Linked DNA regions of Mus musculus: region 1 is linked to region 2. A link is a contact called in public HiChIP or PLAC-seq data. All regions are on one chromosome and are shown on one strand. The core of a region is the stretch at or near the end of the contact, and the rest is flanking DNA. Distances in the headings are between cores, read along the strand shown.

Region 1 (6,308 bases), core at 64-2,563, 230 kb before region 2:
ACATTTAAAATCTGACCATCTGTTATACCAATAAGGCGTAGTGATTGTAGGTGAAGATAAAGCAGAAAGTTAGGCAGTTTTTTTTTCAAATCTGCTTTATGTAAAGAATAAAATCTGAACACACACACAGAGAGAGAGAGAGAGAGAGAGAGAGAGAGCAAACTTCAACCTTCCCTGTTTTTTTAAGTTTATGAAAAATTGTTAAATTCATGTGCTTTACTGGACAGGATATCTAAAAGCCATGCAGGGCCCTGCACTTGAATTTAGTTTGAACAAACCAACTGTAAAAAGACATTTTGCAGACAAGCAGGGCAAATTTGAACATAGACTGGGTTTTAGAGGAGATAAAAATTTATTGGCAAGGAAAGATTCATAAACTAAAAAAAGCAGTTTACAAGCAGCATGTACAACACTATCTCATTTTGATAGAAACATGTAGTGTATACAGGTGTTAAGAGTGGTAACCTGTAAGGGGTAGGAATGTGGGGCTAGCACTTTTAAAACTTTCTTTATCTGAATTTATAACTTTCCACAAAGCACACATGACTTTTGTAGTAATAAAACTTAAAATAGCGATTAGTTTTGCAAATGTTAAAGAAGGCTTACACAGACCCAAATTTATTCTGAAAGCCTTCCAGGACATTTTTTTTTTTCTATGTCCTACACCTTAGGAATGAATAGTATGTCCTAACTTCTGGGCGGGTCTCAGCATGAAGGATTAAACATTTCAGCACTGCTTGAAGCGAAGGGGAATCAATCAATTACTGAACACGCCTACATTTTCTCCTGGCAATGTCGTGAAAGGGCCTCCTGATCGCTTGCAGAGAAGCCACCCTCACAGTGAGGGGCTCACGCTATTACAGGCAACACTGAAATGGCCATTTCCCTCTCTAATGGAAAAATCCACAGTCCATCAACTCTTAAGAGTAGCAAGTATACAGAAAACTTAGAAAATGCTGCGTTCCAGTTGTCTGAGAAGGAGAGGGAAGGGTATTTTGATGACAACTGAAAAAGCCAGGCAAAGGTCATTATCAGACAACTACTGAACTGCATATTTATATTCACATCCTGGAAAACTTTTTCTCACAGGACTAAGTGAAGCTTGCATCCAAGGTGGTCCCTGTGTTCCTTATGTGAACAATGAAGTCTGGACGAAATCTAAGACTTAATTAATTCACAACTATGTTTCATTAATTAATTATATATTGTATATGGTTAGAACACAAATACATCTATAGACACTGTACATACATCTATATATAGCAAATATATATTTGCTAGCATTTTCCCTGGGTTCCCACACTGCTGAAAGAGTCCCCTGTAGAGGGCACTAGTCAGTTGTTAACCTTTGTGAATCTGTTTAAATCAAGGGAAGGAAGTGACCTGAAGGATCACATAACCAACTCTTCCTCCTCAGGAGGTAGAAACTGAGGCCCAGGGAGATTGGGGGTGGGGGTTAGGAGGAGGCTTGCTCAGTCACAAAGCAAGTACCGTACAGAGCTAAGAAAAAGTCAGCCTGCTTTGTGGTTTTTAAAAAGAAAAGAAAGAGAAATACAAAACCCAGAGGCCACAAACCCATTTGCATCTAGTTGACCATTTATGAATCACAGGCCCTGAAGACCACAGCACTGGCACCATACGTACATGATCCCAGAGAGCCCACTGTTTGAAACACTTCTGTAAGAGGCATTTCATCACCGAGTCCCTCCCATCTGCAGTATCTTGCAGCAAAATTTGCTGAGCCTTTACCATTTTCCCAATAACCCTTGTTATCTAAACATTACCAAATACATTTGCACAGCTCTGAAACTGCATTAGTAGGAAGGATACACCGTGTTTCTCTTTCTCCCGATCCCATCAAAAGCAGTCCATTGTGAACCATGCGGTGGAGCGGGTTCATTTATTTTGTTAGGATTAGGCAAACTGGACTGGCAGTGTGGTTTCCAGAAAGGCTGCCTGATGATGTGTCACCTTACGGTCAGGTTAGAGAAACACCTTAGATGCATGAGTTCATTTCTGTTGCTGTGATAAAGCACCATGACCAACAATGGCTTATGGGAGAAAGAGTTTATTTTGGCTCATGCATCAAAGGGCGAGTCTGTAATGGCAGGGGAAGCATGGCAGCAGGTGGCAGGAGTGGGAACTGAGAGATCACACCTTCAACAGCAAACATGAACCAGCGAGAGAGATAGCTGGAAGTGGGTCCAAGCTATGAATGACGTCTGTAAGCCCACCCCCAATGACATATTTCCTCCAGGTGGGCTTCATAACGTCCTCAAGCAGCACCACTGAGCAGAAACTAAATAGTCAAATATATGAGATTCTGGGGACATTTCTCATTTAAAACACCACATATGATTATGTATGTCTTGCCCATATATCGAAACTGCTGCTCGTGGACCCCGTCTATATGAACCATGGTTTTATATGTCTGATGTTTTAGCTTTTCATTTCTCTGTTTGTTGTTGTTTTGAGGAATAAATGAGTTCAGGACAGCACACTGTAGTTGGGGAATCACAAACTTTGGAACCCAGGAGACAAGTTAAATTTTAACTCTTGCTTCCATTTATGAATAAATTGGGTCTAATTCAGCAAATTATTTAGACTTTGAGCATCAGACTTCTTATCATAGCATCTATCCCGTAGGGTAGGGATTAAAAAAATGTATGCAGTAAGAGAAGATGGTCTGTTTTGAGATTTAGAAGAGAGAAAGCAGAATCCCACTGTGAAACAGATTCAAGGTCATGCTACTAAGAGAAGGCATTGTTCTTAAGAGTCTGAAAATAGACTGAATGGGCTTTCCAGTGCATGGTCTTCAGTTCTCAATCCTCTCCAAGTTACTCTGACAGTAATTTTATGATTCTTTTACCCATGTGGCAGTGGTATTGCTAGTATCCAGCCCACATCACCCCACACATTTCAGAGATAAACCTACATGCTCAGGAACATGAGAGAACGAATCTGTGAGATAACGGCTTCTCTCCCTCCTTAATATTTCCTGGGTGCAGAGAAAACATTCCAGCATCTGTGTCCAGAAAAATCCAACATTTTCTTGCTGTTGATAGGAATGAGAAGGCAGGTAGCATGTTCCAAAGGTTTGATGGCCCAAGTACAGGTACCCTACTGCTGTTCCAGGCTCTTTTAGTTTTGAATGACCTATTCATACTTAGGTAACATGTGCTGTGAGGATTTTAAGAGATGCATTGCTTCATCCCACTGCAGCAGGTCTGAAAAGGAAGACACTATCAACTTCAATATGTTGCTGGAGAACCTGGAGTTTGGGGAAAACTGCATGCTTGCACAAATCATTCATCAAGTTCCCAGTATGGTAAAGCCTGGCTGAACCTCTGGAATAGGGGCTTCCTAACTCATTCTTTTTTTACTCATACTGAATTCTCCAAATGTAGCAATAATATGCCCAAAGGAATAAAATCAAGGAACCTTAAAAAGCCTCTGCAATCTAAAATGTTACTATCCTCATAAGCACGTGACTTCATTCTTTGAGCATTTTCATTAGAACAACTTTCTTGTCCAGAAAACCCTTACTCAGTAAAGTAAGGGTTGTTTTGTGGTCATTCTAGACACTTCCAGAAAGATCCATCGATTTCTCAACTGAAGGCATCATGGGAAATTTTTCTACCAATTTGAGCATTTTCTTAGCCCCCTCATCTCAAAATCTCTACCTCACTGTCTCCAGCAACCCTACAAGATCCCATCATTATGATCCTCACCCAACCCAAGCCCACCCTCACATGCCTGCGAGAGAGGATGCACATTGTGAGATGCACATCCCAGTTCCAATCTTCAAAACTTTAAGAGTATCCCCCAAGGTCTCCCTCAACTTTCACTAGCTCTTTTCAGACTCTGCCAAAGCAGCATTCCTCATTTCCTGCAAGGAACTGATTCTGCCTCCTCAGGGACATTTGACAGTGTCTGGGGACATCTCTGATTGTCACGGCTGGGTCAAGGTGGAAGTCAGGGATGCTGCTGATCATCTACAGTGTACAGAGCCTCCTCCACCCAGAACAATGAGTGTAGATGGGTTATTTTGATGATATTACGAAGCCAGCATTTGATCCACAAACAAAATGGCTTCGTGAGTGGACTAAAGTCTTCACCCAGCCTCTGAACCCTCCTCAATGATTTGTTAGCTTCTCTTGCTCTTGATCACAATTATCCATGCTGCCTAACAAGGCTCAAACCCACAATGCCCATCGTAAGAAATTTCACTCTGCCAATTTTGTATGGTCCCTCCATGAAAAATTAATTCTGTACTGTATGTTGTTAATGGATTGTCTGAAAGATAGGCTTAGGATACACAGTTTTGTGGGTGTTCTTGACCATACTAATAATGCCAGAATTCCCAGAGTTGTAAAAGTGACTTTAGTAGAGAGAAGGCACTTTTTTTTCCCTTTGTAGAAAAATAGCACAATTTCTCTGTAAAGAACTAGAGAGGGTGAGATATTGTCAATTGAAATTGACACTTTGAACCTCACATATTCTCCCGAATATTTCCACTGGCAATAAAGGTTCCTTGCAGTTACAGGATCAAATTGTGATCCAAAAATATAAACAGACTACTTCTTCCTGTTTGTAATAAGTAAAGGACGAAGTTGGGGAAAGAATAAGCAGCCCTGGTATTACTTAACTCGAAATATTATGCAAGGATGTTTAGAAGACAAGTAACAGGCTTTGGATCTGAGAGATTTAGCTGGCACCAGCTTTCTCTGTGGTAGAGATGGCTCAAACACTGTGACACAGAGAGATGGCTCATGCTGTTGGAGCAAGGCCCAGGATGATGTCAGTCTATGCAGGGACCTTATTGATAACCCCTGCAGCAATTTCTCTATCACCAGGACTGTCACCGACTCTTCCTGAAGCTCTCAGGCATATCTCTAAAACAGGATCTCAGACCTTAGGCAGGCCTGGAGGGCTTGGTTGGGTTTTCCTTCATGAAAGTTCTTGGGATGGTGCATGTCTCTGGTTTCATGGGGATGTATGTGTAGAATCTCAGAGTAGCAATAAAAAGTTGAAAGTAAAATTTTGTCATTTGAAGAATATACAGAGCTGGTAGCTGGACTTTACTTATCTAACAAGAATGCTAGGAACTGCAACTGCCATCGGACTCCATTCCCAAGAGTATCTTGGAACTCAGAGGCAGGGAGGCGAACTGCATGAAAACCCAGCAGAACCTTCAGAACCCTGCCACCACGTGATCTCATTCTCCTGTACCTTAGCTGTGCCTGGCACGTAAAGCTGACCTGAGATACTGAGTGGAAGTATACAGCACTGAGTACTTCTGCATGTGTTCCTAAGTGATCCCATCTCACATCCTTGTTATCTATCTGTCATAAGATAATTATTGGACCCCTAACCACCAGACTCAAAAAAAAAAAAAAAAAAAAGAGACATGTTTCTTTCTGGGATTTGGTGACAAGTCTGGGATATCTGGGAGCCTCTGTTCTTCCAGAAACTACAGCTGAGATCACAACATCTCTGACTATGCCAACAATAATAAATATCTTACCAGACTGATTTCCGGATATCTGCCCAGGATCCAGCCAAGTGAATGTGGTGGGAACCCTATCTTCTATCTTCCTTAAAAGATTCAAACGAGTGGGAACACTATAGAATATTCTTTTTTGTGTACTTGTGTCTTGGTACTCTTATTATGGAATCCTGCCCTCCTAAGGACAGCTATGTCCTGCCCCTTTCATTTTGTCCCCCAAGAGCTCAGCTAAAATCCACAGAGAGTGGCCATTCTTTCACATGCTGGAGGCGGGGTGCAGATTGTGGGCTCTTGGCTGAGAAGCGGTTAAATGTCAGGCTGGAGGCTGAAGAATTTGTAGCCAGTGGAACATAAATGTGGGCTTCCTGAGCTTCCCATTAGCAGCTGGTGTCATACCAGAAAGTGTTCATGTAAGTCTAGATGATAGACCCCAGTAATGGTCTTTATGAGTTCCTGCTTGCTGCTTTGCCAGTGTTGGGATGTCTCATTTCAGCATTGTCTGCCTAGTGGGCATATCAGGCTTTTCATCTTTACTTTATTTTTGAGATTATAATATAATTACACAATTTTCTTCTTTCCTTCCCCAAACCCTCCCAAATATTCCTCCTTATTCTTTTTCAAATTTATGCCCTCTTTTCTCAGGATTTATTATTAAACTCACACATATGCAATGTATATTATATAGTTATAATATATATATAATAATTATATTACTGTAATATCTAATTGTATTATGTAATTATATATGTGTGTGTGTGTGTGTGTGTGTGTGTGTGTGTGTGTGTGTAATATAACTTAT
Region 2 (6,468 bases), core at 1,204-3,703:
GGAAGTTACACAGCCTGACCTCAACAATACATCTCGGCTTGCCCACAGGAGATGCCCATGCCTCAACCATTTCCATGATGCTGCCCTTTCTCTTCTCCCCACTGCTCACATGACATTAAGCCATTCAGGGTGAGCCTAATACTGACCTGTATCAGAACACATAAACATGTCTCGCTTCCTTCAAAAACTCTGCTTTCTCTAGGCCCCACTCCAACCGTTCTCCTGCCGGCTTCTTGCTCGTATCATGCTCCACTCATTTCAATTCATCAATATGCTGCTTTGTAACAGTTTATATATTTGTTTCACACATATATAGGTGTACTATGTGAAAATGGAAGCAAATAACATATGGGTTTCCTGGTTTCTCTTGTACCGCCTCCTTCTTTAGCTGTCATCGTTCTTAGTTCACAGTGGAAGGCACAGGAATTAATTAACTGAACGTCAAATGCCTGAATCCAGGGTATCAAATGATTACTTGGGTAGTACACAGCATTTAAAAAAGCTTCACACTCCAAATATGAACAGGCAGGTAAGGAAGAAATAAAACCACAAGGTTAGACTGTGAGCCTTATTCATAGTTGGTTAGGATACTACCCAACACACACACATACATACACACATACACACACACATACACCACACACACACACACACACACACACACACACACGCACACACACATACACCACACACACACATACACACACCATGGTGAGGCATATTAAGTAAAGCACTAATGTATATACAATTTAGCTTTCAGGATTTATAAGATTATTTTCAGATATTAGGGATGAGAAGTCAATTTAAAATGATGTGTTATTAATAATAAAAATTGTTATACTGGTGCTTTCTAAGTTCAAGCTGTCCTATGTGTTTGTGTGTGTGTGTGTGTGTGTGTGTGTGTGTGTGTGTGTGGAGTGTGGAGTGGGTGAGTATGTGTGTGTGTCCACCCAAGACCAAAGGAACTCTTTCCCCTGTTTGCAGTTGCTTGAGAATTTTCCACGAACCACCTCCCTTTTTTTGTCAAATGCACCTTATGACATTATACAACTCTGGAGAGATGCCACTACTTAAACCTCTAAATAGTGCACATGGTCAAATTAACCAGATCCCAGCACCAAGAGCCACCAGTTGCCCGTTCTACAGAGCCTGTCTCATGTCAGCTGGGCAGGAAATACCAGATTCCAAAGGCTGGAATGAAAGAAAGCCCAAACCAACCACAGAGTTACAAAATCAGCCATCAATTTGTCTAATTAAAACTCCATTTAATATTTCATTAAAATGGAATTCTGGTGGTCTCAAGAAATATGCATTTAAAAGAGCTATGTAGCCACTTCTTAAATACCTATCATGACTTACAGAGACCGGCTACGGCCAATGATCCTGGGCTTAAGGTTCCTAAAGAATCATGCATTTTCATATATTTTAGCCAAGAACTTTACCAAAAGAACCTCTCCGTGACCATCGCACCACCTGGAGCGTGGGCCGAACTTTTCATTTTATTTCTCTCTTTGGCCAATAGATGGCAACCTCTATTGGGCAGGAGAATCAGATTCAGAGCAGGCAGGCAGGCATGTCCTCCCTCCCACCAAGACCCAGCACATTTTTTCTTTTTTTCCTTTTAAGCATTGAGCTATTTCATAATGAATTAGTGAGCAAGAAAACAAAATATTTTTAAGTTATTTTGCTATTGCAACTCTGACTTTGTAAAGGAAAATGGAGTTCTGAAAAACCAAAGGTTTTCCTCAAAGAGGAAATGGACACACTAAATGGACAAAGCAGAAGTGAACTGCAGCTCTGGGTATGGTTTTGCCAGTACTATGCCCTCTGAAGATACAGTATGGAGTCAACTAAACTCTGCCTAACAGATCCATGACCCTGGAATGGTTTATACCTAAGTGGCACAAACAGTTGGGCCTGATTGCCTATACTTATAATTCTAGCTCTAGAGAAGCTGAGGCAGGAGGATTATCATGAGTTTAGAGGTCAGCTTGGGTGTGTGTGTGTGTGTGTGTGTGTAAAGTATTAGTCTCCTAGGACTAAAGAAGAACAGTCTTGGAAAACAAAACAAGAAACAAACAGAAAACAGAACTAGATACTATTGAAGCAGGCAAAGGAAAACATGAGTAGAGACTCCTAATGAGCATCATTCAAGCAACAATGTTCCATGTTAAATGAAAACTCTGTGCTAAGAAACGAAACCATTCCAGGTTCCAGGGTGCCTGCGCCTGGGAAAGCACCGAGCTGTGGAGAAAAACGCATTTTGCCACAGAACACAGCTGGTCCTGTCTGCCTTCCACGGACGAGGAGGAGAACTCTCAGGTGAGGTAGAAGAGGCAGCTGGTCTAAACATGACAATTCTGCTGTCATTTCTCCCTCAAACACCGACAAAGAGAGCGTCGAAGCGTTTGCTATCTCCCATGATCTCCTGCTTTGTGCGTGGTTTCAGCTGTTTAACTTGGCCCTTGGCCTCTATTTCCTGTGGCCGGGCAATCTCAATTCCTTTCATTTTCGTCAGGTTCAAACATATCACTTAAGTCTAAGAAACACTGAGTGTGTGTGTGTGTGTGTGTGTGTGTGTGTGTGTGTGTTCAATGTGTCCTTTCTGTTTTGAGAATTATCATCAATGAGCCTTAGGTCCTGGGGTCTTCTGGGAGTGGAGGTGTGTCTGAGAGAGCTCCCACACAGCTCATTCCTGGCCATCGATCCCATTTTACAGATGAGAAAGCCAAGGCTATGTATGTTATGGTACCATCTTTAGGTCATGCAGCAAATACTTCACAGTGACTAAGACGGACTCTCAGCCAAGGATGCCACTGGAAGTTTTTAATGCCTGACTTATTTACAAGTTCACCATGTAACTGAGACCATAGTGCAATGGCTACCCCTTTGGCTGTACAATAGCAGAAACCAATCTTCATCCCAGGCACTTTACACCAGATTCAAGGGCGCACACATAATAAATGATGCAGAAGCCAAACAGTTTGTCTTTCTTTTTTTTTTTTTTTCCTCTAAAGTATATTTGTACAAATTCCCAAATGTCCCGAAAAACTGTTCCTACTGCTGACTGTGTCCGTTTTTACTCTAATTAAGAACTGTCAAAGACAACTGGGAATGGCCAATGTACTTGAGTAGTCTAAATTGCTTTGTTCTACAGATTCTCTTTGGCGAGAAAACGAGATGGGTAACAAGGATTGTTCTGTGCTATACATGGAGGATGTTGAGATGGGATCTTCCATCCCAGAGACAGCAGCTAGGTCTGAGAGTCAACCTGAGGCGCGCCACTTGGATGCCCGGTTTAATCCCGACAGGAACTGTGAGTGAGTTCCCCCTTCCATTCTGCCCCTTTTCGTAAGAGGCTGAGAGAGTTGCCTCTGTGGATTTCCCAGAAACTCTGTCAAACCCACGGGAGGGGCAACGCAACAACAGCATCTGACAGAGTTTTAAAGAGAACACAGCAGAAGTAAGCGCTGCTCTTTACCTCTGCTTCTAGTCACCTGTATTGATCAGAGCAACTCAAACGAGAACCTTTCTCCAGAAAGGACACTGATTGCTCTGCCACTATTACTGGAAAACGAAAAACATCAACAACAATAGGTCTCACCAGTTAACTCTCCAGAAACAGTTAGCCAGCTAATCAACACAACATTAATATATTTAGCATGAGTTATGATTGTGGTTAAAGCTAAAACGTCTTTTTGGTACCCACAAAAATTTAATTTATTACTTGACGTAAAATAAAATATGCAATTAGAAAAAAATTTTTTCCATGAAGCCCACTGAGTGTAGCTTAATATTTCTAATTAAAATAAATAAGCCCCAACGTCTTTAATTATGACCCATTTAGGTAAGACTTTCGACACATGCTTTCTGCTAAATCCTACTGAAAGAAAAAAAAAAAATTTCCATCACTCAGGCCTGTCTCCACGTAAATATACTCAATTGCTTCATGCTTCTGATTTTTTCTTCTACTAGGTATCCAGAAAAAGAAAACCTCGTTAAATCATTTCAATTTTAAAAGGTTTTAATATAAACAGAAAACTAAAAACACCACTCAGGATTTCAGCGTGCAGAACTTTTATTTGCCCTTGATAAGCACATATTGTCACTTTTATGTATCTGTCAAATCCACAGGAACGTAATCCCAACAGAGAATATAATGAATGTAGTCACAGAAAACTCCAAATTAATGATTTAATTTAAACTTCAGCTGTTTAATCTTTTCACTGTAAGAGACCAGAATATTTTATGCTTGATCCCAGAGGATTAGGTAGTGACCATAAAGAAAGGAAACTGGGGTTATGGGGTTACTCAATTGTCCATGAAGCCTAAGAAACCATTTTATTTGACGGCAGAGGGAGGTTGAGACAAGTTTTCTCTGTGTGACCCTGGCTGTCCTGGAACTCACTCTATAGAACAGGCTGGCCTCAAACTCAGAGAGTCATTTGCCTCTGCCTCCCCAGTGCTGGGATTAAGGGTGTGACCCACTAAGGTTCAACTAAGGAACCATTTTATACACTTTCAATTAAGCAGTCCTTTGTCGCTTGGGTCCACTCGATTGTGCAACAATTGGCAGGCTGTCCACTCTGGGTGCCAAGGATGATCAGCCTCTGATCCGAACAGCACCTGCTTTATGTGGAAGGCTGGGGCTGGGGCCAGCCTCGCAGCAAGGCGAGTTTTTGGTAGCGAGCATGCTGAACCAGTCTCTTCCACAACCTGTTGACAATGGCTTACACTTATTTTCTCCAGCAGTCATTTGGGAAAGATACAACTACTGGTGCAAACTCCTACTTAGCTAGGCTATTCCTGCCCTGTGCTGGAAACAGAAATCTATTTTTTAATATTTTATTTAATAGTTATACCTGCATATACATTGATCAAAGTCCACTCTTTCCTCGCCTCCACTACACTTCTCCCAACTTCATGTTGTTCTTTCTTTTTCTTTTTCTTTTTTTTAATTTCCCCCAAAATTTCTGCAGATGTGTGTTACACGTCCCATGAAGGCTGCAGCTCAAGAAAGCAGGGGCTCACACACCAGTCACCCACTGCAGCACTCAGAGCTTCCCAACCGTCCCTGCCCTCTTCTCACTGAAACTTCCCTTCAAGAATTTTGTAGGTTATGACCTCTATGGAGGGCTCTTCCCAGAACTGAATTTTCTCTGAGGAAAATCTTCTCATCTTCTGGGAGTTCATAGGACAGGGTGATTTTTTTTTTCTTAAACAGGAAATGAACAACAAAACTTTGCAAAGTTTTATATGTCTGATCGCAGCAGCAGAACAAATCTTGCCTTAATCGACATTCTCCTTCAGCAGTTAGAATCCAGTAGGTCTTACGTGCCTATCACTAAGGTTTAGAACTTAACAGTTCTCCCCATCCTGAGGCAGAAAGCAGCTTTCCCATAATACAGAAGAGCACAGGGTTCAAAATGGGTTTCCCTCCTTCATCTTGGCCCTTTGTGGAAACTGTGACAGTAGACCAGTGGGAATTCTGGCAGGAAGCAAGTCTCATCAGAGACTGACATTTTGTTTAGTTTACAAAAAAAAAAAAAAAAAAAAAAAAAAAGGAGGGGGAGAAAGAGGAGGAGGAAGAGGAAGAGGAGGAAGAAGAGGAGGAGGCAGCAGTATCGGCCTTTCTGTAGAAACTTGCAATTTCCATTATGTGGTGTCTGGAGAGGGAGGAAGGAGGAAGTCTTCTTTATCTATAAGCACTGTAATTTATGATGACTCGTGTGAAATATAAATGAAAAATGTGACCCTCTGAGGCAGAGGTCAACAAATTTTATTCCCACTTAGATCCAGTTTTCTCTGCCAAACCACTGGCTTTCCCTGGATAGGCATTCAACTGACCCAGACACTAAGGGCTGAGTCCATGGGTGACAAACACAGGAAGGACTTTCCACAGTGGGAAATGCTCAGCTGTGGCTTGGCTTTGTGGGTAAGCCTGGGCTCCGTGCACTTCCTACCTCAGAGGCGTGATGAGGAGCCTGACCCCAGTACTGGGGATACCCGATTCCTAAAAAGGAGGGAACAATGTATCCTGGAGCTATGGCATCTCAAAGCCCTCTACTCAGTCTCGTGGACCCAACGTGGGAAAACACTGGGATGCTTCAGAACAGAAGAGCGTTTGTTCCTTGCCCCAGTGTCCTCTGGAAACAGGACTTCAAAGATAAACATTACGTCCATTCATCTTCATGTCTTCACGGAACCACCCTGCACCTACAAACTTCACTTTTGCAAATTATGCCCAAGATGTGAACCCAACTTTGACCACTACGTTCTCTGAGCAAGACCCAACTGAAAGTCACATGAAAAACATTCACACCCTGACCCAAGAGCTCAGAACAGTTCTTTTTGGTAAGACTGAACTTTTTCCCTAGCCAGTCAGATAAAGCACAAATGCTCTTCAAGACTGCGGTGGTTATGAAGGACTTCAAATCCAAGTTACAGAACTAATAATGAACTAATAGT

The links. HiChIP or PLAC-seq counts read pairs in DNA pulled down with a chosen protein or histone mark.
Region 1: a contact with region 2 is called in an H3K27ac HiChIP or PLAC-seq map of regulatory T cells, with 9 times the contacts expected there. The contact joins two enhancer-like sites. A contact is called at or near these places in 1 of 15 datasets of contacts at CTCF or cohesin (large pre-B cells), 7 of 484 Hi-C or Micro-C datasets (CD4 T cells, CD8 T cells, cerebral cortex and 2 more) and 3 of 115 datasets of contacts at active chromatin or transcription factors (regulatory T cells and thymic regulatory T cells).

The regions. Positions count from the first base shown.
Region 1 is chr13:101,508,783-101,515,090 of GRCm38.p6, forward strand. No RefSeq gene overlaps it. Among named protein-coding and RNA genes, the nearest start is that of Gm36475, 28 kb to the right of the region's middle. Within about 2 kb of position 1,314, at least 19 of the 459 cell types and tissues checked have an H3K27ac peak or open chromatin away from gene starts, as enhancers often do. A contact at or near this core is called in CD8 T cells and regulatory T cells, where this site is marked.
Region 2 is chr13:101,734,383-101,740,850 of GRCm38.p6, forward strand. All of the region lies in intron 2 of Pik3r1 (phosphoinositide-3-kinase regulatory subunit 1), which reads right to left. Among named protein-coding and RNA genes, the nearest start is that of Pik3r1, 31 kb to the right of the region's middle. Within about 2 kb of position 2,454, at least 65 of the 459 cell types and tissues checked have an H3K27ac peak or open chromatin away from gene starts, as enhancers often do. A contact at or near this core is called in CD8 T cells and regulatory T cells, where this site is marked.